2 separate regions of the Arachis hypogaea genome follow, and region 2 is linked to region 1. Evidence: chromatin contacts called from public Hi-C data. All regions are on one chromosome and are shown on one strand. The core of a region is the stretch at or near the end of the contact, and the rest is flanking DNA. Distances in the headings are between cores, read along the strand shown.

Region 1 (6,787 bases), core at 2,879-5,378:
ATTCAATAATACTACTTCAGGGGTGCAATCACCTGGATTCACCCACTGTTTGCTTCAATTCTGTTGTGTGTGTGAATTTGTTCTATCTCAGATGCCAGGCCCTTATATATAGAATTAAGCAAATTAGCTATTTTAAAAAATTCAATAGAAATCTATTTTAGTTAGAAAAGATTAACAAGTTAACCTTTTCAGGCGTAACTTCTTTGTTTAGCTCCTTTGGGGCATAGGAAGAACTTGACCCAACACCTGATGTTCCAATGCCACCCAAGCTTCCTATGTATTTTTGAAGTGCAGCAGCACCCATAAACCTGAAGAGAAATAAAGCCGTAATATAAGTAATCTACACGAGAGTTCATGCTATATGCTACACACGCACATAGATGGAGAGAAAGAAAGTAAAGGCTCATACCAGACCAATCCCACTGCAACAGTAAACAAAATAGTCGAAATGAGCTCTTGAGCAAAACGTGATTTGTTTGAAGTTTTTGGATCAACCTAAAAAAAAATAAAACAACTATGAGAGATTCCAAGAATGAACAAAGAATCAAAGTCAGTAAGGAGAGTGATTAACTATGAGTGAATAATGCATTTTTTAAGGATTTTTCCTCAAGAAGATAGATTAGGAACATAATATACTAAAAGCAGTTTTTGACTATTTTATAGAATCTGAAATTATGACTTATTAGAAAAACATAGAATAAGGCAGCCTTGTGCCCAAGCATCGGTGGCTGATTCCACGACATGAAACCGTGACTTTGAAGTCATACAAAGACAACTCAACCGTTGTTCTAAGGCTAAAATAGAATAATACTAAGAAAATTAAATTTATTAAGATGTAAAACAAAGCACACCTATTTCAATAATACTAAGACGTTAATCACTAAATGTGCAAAGCATACAATAACATCTTTTGCAATAAACTTTACCATTATCACATGTAATGGCTGCTTCTCAGATATTCCAGGGCTAAGAAAAGTCTCATCTACATTGCCTGATGCACGCTGCTTTAACTCTTGCAACTGAAAAGAAAAATGTTGACCATTTAGTTGCCCACACTATAATACAAGTAAACTATGAGGCTGTTATTATAATCACCTTAAAGTTCATCTTGGCACAGGGAAATTTTCAAAATTCAAAATATTATTTTCAAATAACAAGAGCGCCAGGAGCACAAGGGTCACATTAAATAAGAAGAGATTAAAAAGAATAGCACTGTAAGAATTATCTTTTAGGATCCATTATAAAACCCATCATGAATTTAATGAGAAAAAGGAAAAGGACATATTTCAGACCATTTCAGACCAGAAAAGGCTTGGTAGATATTTTGGAGGTTTTTAACTATTCCTTTCAACTAGTGATTTCATTTGAGGTAGGATTACTATTTTGGCATTCGTTTGGCGCTTAACACATGGTATGTATCACAGAGTTTCTCTAACTTATATTCAAAGGGACTGGTCATGCTTTTGTTACACAGGTTATCCCTTTATGGAATTATGGGTTAGCTATATTTTTTGCATATGTGAGGATGCCTCATCCTCTTCTGTATATTATCTTCTTTTCCAATAAAATTTCTTTGTCCTATCATAAATAAGAAATAAAAAAAATAAAGAAATAAATACAACTTGAAGATTTCATTTTAGACATTGACAAGACGACCCTGTTCTACTACTTGGTTCCATGGATCAAACGACATGACGATTTCCTAAGGTAAAGCCATTGTAGTTTTTCTTAGCCTCCCTCTACTTGTAGCTGTTGGAACATCCTCTAGTTGAACTACTCTCATTAAGAGAGTTTTAATATGCCTTCTACCACATGATCAAACAATCTAAGGCAAGTTTTTGCCATCGTTTTTCCACAATAATTTCTATCTCAACTTTCTCCTTGCTGCATTTATTCCTTATTCTATCTTGTCCAGCATATAATTTCATCACTAAGTAATCCAAATTTTCATGTCCATAATGAAAATAATCTCCAATACTAATAACTGGGTCGGGGGAAAAAATTGTTCACAATACTTTTACCCAATTATATTCACTAACATTAAGGGCTAACTTCTCTAATACCAATTGAAGGTGTTAAGACAAACTTTTATCATAGTTACTTTTGTTCAGTTATACCCCTTTTACTAACATTGAGTCATTGAGAGGTATATACGTGATAAAACAATTAACTCTAAATAAAATAATTAGTATTGTTCTTTAAAATTATGAATTTATAGGCACTTTCACTAGTACTAATAATAGGAGTATCCAAATTTACATAATCAGTAATGTCATCAAGTACATCATATAAGAATAGGATCATACAAGGTAACAAATCAGAAAAATACCAGATTGGTTAATAAAAAGATCAATTTGAACCATATGAATCAATGCAAAAGACAAAAACAAGATAAAAGCAGTCCTTCATGAAACTTGCAACTTAATAAGAAAGAAATTTCCTTCTGATAATGCAGTTTGCCAGGACCATGAAACAAACGTCATTTGAGCATTATGATCAAAATAGTCACAGATGAAATTTGAATGACCCGACACAATCTCAATATGTTAAATGATAATTGCAAGCATGAAAAAGAGAACAATTCCTCTAGACAGACTAATATTAACTAATGGACCCTAAACTAGATGCCATGCACTCTTCCAAACCCACTAACAAAAATTGAGGCATCATGAATTAAACACAGACAGAAAAAGAGAAAGAACAAGAATATAAATTACTGAAAGCAATTACCAGAGTAGGAAGACTAGAAGGCTTTCCAATTTCCTCATCTGGAAGATATTCGGTGATAGCATTAGTCATTACAAGAGCTCGAAGATATTCTGCGACTCCTCTACTGTCTACAGCACAATCCCTTTGTTCGAATCGCTTGATGACAGACTCAGGACTAGGAAAACAAAAAAAACAAAAAACAAAAAGAGATGAAAATCTTATAAATATCTGCATTTGAACTAACAAAAAAAGGAAATAAAGAAACCATATATGAATTTAAACACAAAACTTCCAAGTCAAAGAACTAGGCACTATACCCAACTTAACTTCCCCATATATATATATATATATATATATATATATATTCTTTTCTTTATCACTTTTTTCCAATATTATCTGTAAAATTATGATATACATCATCATCAATTGAACAAGCAAGTAAATAAAAGATAAACACCAAGATCCCAGGAATGTCAAAACTAAACAAGCTTGGCTCAAGAAAGTGCACAAATTCAGCATGCAAACCCCAAGCATTCATTCTTTCATTCATTATTCATTAATCAGTAAACAATTCTTTTTTCTTTTTTGGTTCCAACACTTCACTGTCACACACCTGTGCTTGTTGAGCTCAACAAACAGAGCACTCTGCTTCTCGGCATCCTGCGGGTTCGCCTCGGCCTCGGCGATCAACTTCGCCAGCCGCTTCTCCTGACGCCAAAACGGCCACCAATCAAAAAATTCCGAAAATGCCCTTCTCACCGCTTCTCTCACTTTCACCCATATTCCAAGAAGAAACACCAAAAATGGCAACCTGGAACCAACACCAACACCCTCCTCATCTTTCTTCTTCTTCAGATTCGTACCCTTCCCCTCACTCTCGCTGCCAGACACTACACTCTCGGAACTAAGTTCCAAACTTGACTCATTCCAATCCGAAACTGCAATCTTTTCCTCCGTTGAATTTGAATTTGGAACCTCGCCGGCGTCAACGGCATCAGGTTCGGCGGAATCTGGTTCGGAGTTAGTTAATTGGGATTGAGGTTGGGGTTCGGAAGAGGAGGTAATGCTGTTGTCGGGGCGGAATGTGCAGGGGAGGCGGGAGCGGAGGCGCGTGAGGTGGGGATGGGATGAGGTGAGGGAGTGGAAAGAGAGAATTGTGTTGCGGCGAAGTGAAGGGTATGAAGATGAGAATGGGAATGGGAGGGAAGGTTTAGAGAGAAGAGAAGCTTGAAGCGTGGCCATTTGGGACCGTGTTAGGGTTTGTGAATTATCAGTGAATGTGTCTCTTCCTCTCTCTTATTATCCGTGCACGTTGTGAGAGAAAGAGAAAGAAGATTGGAGGAAGAAGAAGAAGACGGAAGCAACCTTATCCAGCCATTTCCAGGGAGTGAACTTGGCGCCGGCTTCGGATTTTTAGTGTATGTGTCTCTCGATAGATTTTTTATTTTATTGCTTTTTTGTTTTTTCTTAGTGGAAATGAAAATTTTTAGTGAAAGGCATTATTAGGCAGCAAAAATGCATTGTTGTTCATAAAAATATTTTTTAATTTCATTATTAACAAAAATATTTTTAAATTATTTAAATATGCAATAACAATATACATCTATTAACTGAAATGTTCTACTTTAATACAAAATAATTATATTGCAAAAAATGAAAAATGAGAGTCTAATATTTATAAGTTAATTATGTTATTTTTTTTGTGTACTCTCAATGTAAAATTATTTTACACGTCACTAAATTATATAATATTATATCAATAAAAATAATTTTTTTATTAATTAAATAAATAATTATTAGAAAACAAATATAATTATAAAATAGTGTAAAATTACACTATCAAAATATTAAAATTATGACTTGTTTGGGTAGTTTTTAAGAAAAGATCTTTTTTCGAATTATTTTTTTTAAAAGATTTTATGTAAAAGTAAAAGTAATTTTATATTTGGATATCTTATACAAAAAGATCTTTTTATTTATCAATTATGTTTAGGTATAACAATATAAAAATACTTTTTTTATTTATTACATGAAAAATATCTTTTTTTAAAGAAAAGAGATCTTTAAAAAAAGATGTAAATTACAGCTTCTCAAAAAGATATTTTTTATTTTTTTAGTATTTTTACTTTTACTATTAAATATTTTCCAAACACATTAAAAAATAAAAAAAAATCTTTTTTTCATTAAAAAAAATCTTTTTTTAACAAATCCCTTAAACTCTTTGAAAAGTATAGTGCAATATTTTGTGTAAATAAAAAATATCTAATTGCTATGGACGAGAGGGCAGACAGGTAGTCTCCTTCTCATAGAATTGTCTCTGGGCCTGTGGGCCTGTTTCTACCCCAACAAGAAAGCCTTGACCCAAACAAGTTTGCCTCGCATGGGGCCCACAGTGTTTCAACTTCCAACGGTGTAAGAAATTGACTTGTAAATTGCAGTGTTTCTTGGAATGTTCCTGCCCACCGTTTGGCACCATTAACAGCGCCCCAGTTTTCAATTCTTGCCATCACATTCGCACGTCACAACTAACACCTCCGTTTTCTTACCTCTTCGACTCTTCGTCATAATAAATGCACACACAACACAAACAGACACTAGTAGTAAAGCAAAAACAAGCTTTGAATTTGGTATCTTAGGGTTCTTACTTTCAACGGATCGATTGCCATTCTTTCTATTGGACCAACTCACATTGTAACAGGTGGAAATTGTTTCTGATTTCCACCAGAAACCCCGCGATTCTCTCACTGGTTGTTTTTCTGGGTGCATTGAGGTAGGTCGAGGGGGGTGATGGTGAAGAAGGAAATTGAGAAGAAGAAGAAGAAGGATAGCGGTTTGCGATGGGTTTGTGTGGCGGTTGCTCTTGTCGGCGTCTTTGTTGCCGTGACCATGTCTTCCAAAACTTCTTCAAGAATTCCTCTCTTCAGTGCATGTCCCTGTTCCCCGGTAATTTCACTTTTCTAAACCCACATTTGAAGTTTCTTTCGAAATTCTTGTTTTGATTTCCATTGTTAGATAGACTCTCAATCCTGCACTAACCCCTAATAGAAGAAATGTTCTTCATACATTGCTTTTCTCTGCTGTGTGACTTGATAACTTTCTTATAGTTGATTTTGTTTCAGTAGTGTCATTGGTTAATTTTTGTTTTTTCTTCATCGCAGGGTGAACCAAAGTATAGTGGCATGGTGGAGGATTGTTGTTGTGACTATGAAACTGTGAATCGTCTTAATGAGGGAGTGTTACACCCATCCCTTCAAGAGCTTGTGAAAACTCCATTTTTTCGATATTTTAAGGTTTGCTTGTTGTTACTTCTTGTATACATTTTTCTTGAATTTCCTATTGACTAAGATCCGAATCCTCGATGTGTTGATTCTCTTGGTTACATTAAAATATGATAAAATCCAAAACCTTTAGGTTGGAAGAGGAACTTCTAGTCTTACTATGTATTTTTTGTGTGCAAATTCTTGTAGAAATCAGAGAGAACCACATCTATAAAAACTGCTGTAATTTTATCATGGTCGAAATACTGTAGCCAGGACCGTAAGATTAGTGTGATGCAAACAAAACAAATATTTAAAAAAAAAAGAAACTGAGCTAAGGTTTTAAACTTGCAAGGCACACCCAACACTCACCAAAGATGAGAAACAAGGAATTCCATCAGAAAGCACCCATAGGACGATGCATAAACATTTGTCTAATTGATTTTGAATTTGTCCGACACATAACAAATACATCAAGGGCAATAACCTTACTTGGCCTTTGAACCTGCAAGAAGTCATTGGTTTTAATTCTATTGATCTAAGTTTTCCAAATAAATGATTTGACTTTATAGAGTGCTTTAGGCTTACATGTAGGTTTTTCAAGTGGAAAGGTTGTGTTGAGGTATGAGCTAGGAATTAAAAATAAGATATACAGCTGAACAGAGCTGAAGAAACCAGATGACTCAAGAAATGGCATGAAACTCTTGTTAGGGAGACATGAAACTTCTGATTCTATGTGCAGCACATGCAAATCCTTCTACATTATTGTTGGCCTTCAGTTGAAACTATGCTACCTGCATAATGGATTCTAAAATATTGAA
Region 2 (6,787 bases), core at 2,244-4,743, 140 kb after region 1:
ATGTTATTATGCTTTAAATTAAGACATAAATGAAAGGATATTTCATATCAATAACTATTTCTGGTCTATTTTACGTATAGAATGCAAGGATTAAACAAACGACAGTTCCTAAAGGCAAAGATGGAAAGCTCTCTAGCTAATTTAAATATGCTTCTTTTTAATGAGCATTGAGTAATTGGAGTAGGACAAAATAATCTCAATGCATTTAGTCATGTACATAAGAATTGGATTGTATCCTTGTCAATAGTCCTCAATTTAGTATCTATGCAGTTGTAGCGTGTTTTGTCTCCAAGAAAAACGTCATTTCATTTCAAGTTTAGATATCTTATTAATGAGAAAAATAAGATCATGGAGAGAAACACCTAACTGGGCGGTTTTGTTTTATGATTCCTGCCTTTGCCACTGCAATAGTTTCCAATGAACCACCAAGAGCTGCTAAATGTTCCTCCCCGACGGTGGTTATAACTGAGGTAGCAAGGCCAGAGCTAGATATAACATTCGTTGCATCCCGAGCACCCCCTAAACCAGCCTGTAGAATTAAATGAAGATACAGCATTATGACTTTGGCCATCTCACAGTTTTAGGTTTAAATTTTTTAAAATAAAGACAATATTAACAATAAAACACTATCAAGAACCATCCATTATGTTGGCTTAGACAAATCCAATATTATCTCAAGACTTTTTTTTTTTTGGGGGGGGGGGGGGGAGCAACATAGAAACAACAAAATCAGAACAATAACTTAATAGCAGGTTTGCCCGAAGCAATTGCCAGTGAAGAAAATAGATAATTTACCTCAACAACAGCAATGTCAACATTCTCTTCAGCGAACAGGATGAATGCCATAGTAGTGAACACCTGAAACAACAGAGTAAACAAGTTTAGCAAATACAAAATATCCAGCTCAATTGTATTAGAATGCTATATAACATACACAGAAACATCAGCTTAAAGAATCATTAATTTGAGGCAATATTTCATTGCAAAACCAAATAATAGAGCATTAACTATTGCAATAGAAGTGATAATTTAGAAGATGCAATCCATCTTGAAAGAACAGACAGAGGAGCAAATAATGACCAAGAGAATTTAATATACTGTTCCAAATGCCCAATTGATCACATGGAATCCAATGGAAAAAAACCTCTAGTTAAAGTATTTAAACGTTGATGATATTATGAATACCTCAAAATGGCTTATGCAACCATTTTCCTCTACAATTGCTTGGTCAAGATCCTGCTTGATCCTATCAAAAAGATTACTCAACAATTTTGGCGAGACAGGATCGCCAAATCTTCCTAGTAAAATCCTCTCTCTGATTGTCTTGATATGTGGACTGCTTCAGAAAAATAAAACCTGCCCGTCAATGACATACAAATTGTAAAGCACTATTGTCAAAATTGGAATTGCAAGCATTTGCATATATATCGAGGTAATGTTGTTTTGAAGGATAAAGAAACATAACCTAGTATAACAACCAACAGAATAACCTTCTGCCCTCAGAATATTAGATATGAATGCGGCTGTTGACCCCTTTCCCTTAGTCCCAGCAATATGAACAGCCTATAATTGGAGTGAAATTGAAACATATGATACATGTGAAAATGAAGAGATAACACTACAAGAAAAAAAGGTATGAAAAACTCATCCATAACTTTTCCAAACCCATATTTAAGTACTAAGTATACCTAATAAAGAGGAGAATTTCAGCATACTCAGAATATAAAATTTCCAACCAATTAAAGAAAAAAACAGGCATGACCCTTGGTTACAAAATTTCCACTATCCAAAGTTGTGAAATAAGAAGTCATCCAAGAACTTCAACCTCTGAATAAATATTTCATTTCTTCCCCCCCGTCTAATTTACATATATGCGTGATTTAGTTGTTGCTAAAATATATATTTACCAATTAAAAAAGGGGAAGAAAAAAAAGGAGGAAAATTGCACCTTGAATTTGCAATGAGGGTTACCAAAACGTTCAAGGAGGCGTCTCATTCTTCCAAGATCAAACCCATCACGCGAATCAGTGCCTGCTCCTTTGGGAACCCCTGATTTCTCATAGTTTTTAAGCGAATCAATGTAATCCAGTAGGTTTTTCATTTCAGGCTCTCCTGCTTTCAAACATAAGGTTCGTATGGCACCTATTTGCCTTTTGATGCCTCTATTTATATGGCAAAGAAAGTTACTATTGCCAAGAAGTGTGAGGTTTCCAGTGGGAACTGCAAGCATAGTTCAGTCTCACCACAAACAGGCCTGCACAGCTGAAGCCTGAAGAAAATGTATGCTAACAAAATCAATTTCAAAGTTTTATGTATTTGAGAACCAAAAAGATATCAAAAGAACATGCATTATATATGAAATCTAGCATAAACTACTGGTCGATGTCATGAAATTACTTCTCCCAAAAACTTAAACTTATAGAAGGAGACACATGAATAATTGTATCTCTAACCATCTGTCCATAACACTTAAAAGCAAGGTTGCAAGAACCGAACCGGTTATTGAATCGGTCAAGTAACTGGTTCAATGGTCCAACCAGTTTAGTTAAATATACAATAAAACTATTACAAATTCAATATACAATTTCAAACATCCAAATTCAATGATTTCTAAACTAATAAAATTCAAAATTTTGTAATTTCACATAATAACTTGGCCATATTTTATCATTAAAAATTCACAATAAAAAATTTCCAAAAGGATTAAGATCTCTCCTTGCTGGGAAATGGGAATAATGCATAAAAAACCAATTGCATCGATCTCTTCTTTGATTCCCAGTGTAAAGCAAAATAATCCTTAAAGAACTTCACTCTACTCCCAGCTTCCCCAAACTCCTCCTCAAACTTCTTCTTCCAGAGGTCATTATTCCCAGACAGGTACAGCAGTTCTGTACACAAGCAAGCCATCCTAGCCAGAACAACACTAGGAAGACGCTCCAATCATCATCTTAAGTTCTGTGGGGACATGAAACACGGCGGAGGGTCCAATCCAGCTTTGTCACAAGGATCAATCAATAATGGCAATGCAAGCCTATCCTTAACCATCTTCCACAACTCAAAAATCTCACTTTGTTGATCAACAACAGCATCATTATCAAAATTATCCTTGGATTCAAAATTTTCCAGCATCAACTTCAAGGGCTTGGCAAATTTACGGTTATCCATAGTATTCAAGAAAACTCAGCATCCAAAGTCGAGAATCCAAAAACAGAAAAACTAAGCAAAAAATCCAAACTCAGAATCATAAAACCCAGCCACTCAGAATCACACAATCAGAATTATTGACAAATTGAATCACAGAATCAACTCAAAACAAGCAAAAATAAATTGAAGCAGAAGTACTTACCGGCGGCGAGGGAGGAAGGAAGCGACGGCGACGGAGAAGGGAAGTGAGCTTGGACAGAGAGAGTGAGAGAGCGCTCGAACAGGGAAGTGAGCTTGGACAGAGAGAGAGAGAGCGCTCGAACAGGGAAACGAGCTCGGAGAGAGACGACCGACGAACCCAGCAACCCTTCGCGAGGGCGAGAGCGAGAGGCGAGGAGAAGACGAACGATGAGAAGAGGTTCGGCGACCTCCTTGACTGTTTGGGTGATAAGTTTGGGTAGTTGGGTTTTCCGTGTGCGAGAGACTTAAAACTTTTTTGGCCACCCAACGCAACCGCCTAACAGAAAAAAGAAAAAGCTTTAATAAATCAAATATTAATTGCACAAAAATAACAGCTAAAATTTTATACTCATGGTCATCAGGTCATGGACTCCCAAATCCAGAAGCCTTTCAAAGTATACCTAGTTTCCTCCCCCGAGTCGCCCGAGTTCACCCTCCTCGCTCGGTCCCTGACTCAGTCCTCGCTCGTCGGGCTCGACGCCGAGTGGAAGCCTGTCCGAACATACCAGTCTTCGTTCCCCGACGTGTCGCTGCTCCAAATCGCCTGCCAACTCGGCGGCGACTCGGAACCTGTCTCGGCCGTGTTCCTCCTCGACCTTCTTTCCATCCCTCTCTCCTCGCTATGGAAGCCACTCCGAGAAATGCTGGAATCCCCCGAGACCTTGAAACTTGGTTTCAGATTCAAGCAAGATTTGATATATCTGTCTTCTACTTTCTGTTCCCATGGCTGCGACCCTGGTTTCGATAAGGTTAGAGGATCACAATCGCGTTGTTTCTTTGGTTGAATTTACAGTTTTCAATCTAGTTCTTGAGATTCTGAAATGAACTGTTTAGATTCTCATTTTGTAAAACATTATTTGAGTTTACTTTCAATTCGTATAACATTTTATCAGTTAGGATTATAATTTAACTTTGATTGAATTATTGCGTAAACACGGATCAAAATTAAACTTAATGCACCAGCCATATGTATTCGTTTTATAATTGAATGAATTGAATTATATTGTATAATTAATACTCAAATTGGTCCCAGAACTAACATGCACTTCAATTAATGTGAATCAAGAATACTAAATTGTGGGATCAATTGAGTAAATCAAAATTTTGGACCAAATTGAGGCGCAAGTGTAACTTCAGGACCAATATGAGTATTAACTTTCACTCGGAGGACTTACTTGAATAATAATTTACAACTTCAGGTAGTAAATTAACTAAAATGGGGCTTCACTTGAGTAGAAAATTATGCTATTTTTTAATTATGATAGGTTGTGTTGAACTGTGGATAGGTGGAGCCATATTTGGATATCACGAGTCTGTATAATCTTCTGTATCTAAAGAAGCATGGACGGAATGCACCGAAGCAGACTAAAAGTTTGTCGAATATATGCATGGAAGTCCTGGGTTTTCCTCTCTCAAAGGTTTGTTTACATATGCTATTCAACTTTTATTGCATATAAATGTGTCAATTTAGAAGATTACCACTTACCAGTGGGGTTTTAGCATTTGTTTGTGTGAACTGGATGCTTAAATAAACTACATGAACCGTAGTGTGAAGTTTTTGATTGTATTGTATCTTCTACATGCATTTGGGAAGTCATATTCACGTTACCATTATAGTAGCTAAACTCTTACATTGTTGCTGTTATATCTTTCCCAATTTTCCTCTAGAAAGGAAGGGGAAGAAAAGGTAACATAAAAGGAAAATTACAAATTTGCACTGCCAGAAGCTTTTATTGTTCTGTCTGATTTTTATGTGTTGATTTGAAGAGAGAATGAGATTATGAGGGCTCATTCTTTGTCATTTTGTAAGATGTATATTTAAGTTTTTCTTAAGAATCTTCATCCTAAAAAGTTTACGTATTGCATGCATGGCCGCCAAAAAAAGTGTTTAGCTTTATCAAATAACGAGCTTTATTTTAATTATGAAGAGTGATTTAGCAAATTCCTAAATTATTGATCACTGGGTTATAGAGATACATGTCAAGAATGGACAAAAATGGAATAATAGAAAATAGAACTATAAATTATCCCAGAAGACTTCCTTGCCTGAAAACTTCTTGATAGAGATGTATGAATCACACTAACAAAAAACATCAAACAGTGGCATAGAGTTTATCTTATCCAAAAAAAAAAAAACCAAGCAAGATTACAGAACACAGAATTGATCCAACAATGTAGCTCAATATGACCAAAATTGCGCAACACATTGCACACGTATTTGGGAAAACACGTTTGCCATTTAATAATGGCCTGTATACTGTTTGTTATGTGCTTTCTAATAAGAAAACATACTTGCTCTCCTATTTGCAGGATTATATTGATCAGAATATCTTAGCTATGCAAAGTGATTTCTGAAGAATCAATTTGTTTCATCACAAAACAAATATTGCATATTATAGATAGTAATGTTCATTGACTGTTATTGCCATCTATATTTGTGTGTTTTAATGGAATTTAGTTTTTCATAATATGAAAGGGAATGGGGAATCTCTTGTTTGTATAAGGATCTGGTTTGGTTATCCGCTGGAATTCCATGTTTAAGGACTTGGTCCATGGCATTTTTCAATTACGTAAGTTGTTAACCAAACTTATAACTACTTTAGGAACTCCAATGTAGTGATTGGTCATGTCGTCCTCTTACAGAAGAGCAGATAACATATGCAGCTATGGATGCTCATTGCTTGGTTGAAATATTTAACGTCTTCAATTCAAAAGTTGCCAATACAGGTTTGTATGCTTGAAAATTTTATACCACTAAATCTGCACCTGTGTGCATGTCATCGTGTTGCATTTCTTTTTGTTGTCATAGTATTTAAAATTTCATGGTTATTGATTGAGCATTTGCTCACTAGAGTTTTGAAAATGTTTTGAAAATGTTTCAATTATGTGTTTGTGGTTTTTTGTCTAGTGCTATTTTGAATCTATCTTCTTGCATCCTCCTTTTTTCATTTGATCCCTCTAGTTTTTTGTTACTTAATAGCTAAAGATTTATCACATGTTCAGTATTTGGCTTAATATACTTGATAAAGCTTTCATGTGGGTAGTCAATTAGGAATGCTTGACTTGCCCTGGTCCCACAAATAAGTATTATTGCATGAAATACTCAGGATTTGTATAGCATCCCTGGAATCAACGGTTCACGGTATAATCAACTTGACCATCATTTTCCATTATAGAACAAAGCAAATTCTTGCAAAGCACAATCATCTATCAAATTTTTAATTGTGAAAGAGTTGTTGAAGTTAGATGGCAGAGGAATACAAAGATATATTGAAGATTCCTTGATTTATAATGATAGATACTAATAAGAAATTGTTAGGGATATAGTATGGGATGCTTGATGTTGTATTTAAAGAGAGTGGTTCTTCCCACTTAACAGCTGATTTTTAAGGTGTGAGTTCTC

The links. A called contact is a pair of places that touch in the nucleus more often than the background predicts.
Region 2: a contact with region 1 is called in a Hi-C map of leaf, with 4 times the contacts expected there. The contact joins the promoter of LOC112697448 here to the promoter of LOC112697442 in region 1. A contact is called at or near these places in 2 of 8 Hi-C or Micro-C datasets (leaf and an unstated tissue).

The regions. Positions count from the first base shown.
Region 1 is chr6:107,774,713-107,781,499 of arahy.Tifrunner.gnm2.J5K5, forward strand. LOC112697442 (ATP-dependent zinc metalloprotease FTSH 11, chloroplastic/mitochondrial) reads right to left here and starts at 4,129. Exons shown (of 17, transcript XM_025750622.3): 1 at 3,323-4,129; 2 at 2,731-2,884; 3 at 927-1,019; 4 at 410-495; 5 at 185-308. The coding sequence starts at 3,951. LOC112697443 (endoplasmic reticulum oxidoreductin-2) reads left to right here and starts at 4,204. Exons shown (of 10, transcript XM_025750623.3): 1 at 4,204-5,652; 2 at 5,868-5,999. The coding sequence starts at 5,497.
Region 2 is chr6:107,919,165-107,925,951 of arahy.Tifrunner.gnm2.J5K5, forward strand. It overlaps LOC112697448 (dihydrofolate synthetase), which reads right to left and starts at 3,494. Exons shown (of 10, transcript XM_072197563.1): 1 at 3,347-3,494; 2 at 1,949-2,269; 3 at 1,466-1,563; 4 at 1,186-1,336; 5 at 796-858; 6 at 368-529. The coding sequence starts at 2,230. It overlaps LOC112697449, which reads left to right and starts at 3,626. Exons shown (of 8, transcript XM_025750628.2): 1 at 3,626-4,133; 2 at 4,671-4,802; 3 at 5,988-6,111. The coding sequence starts at 3,750.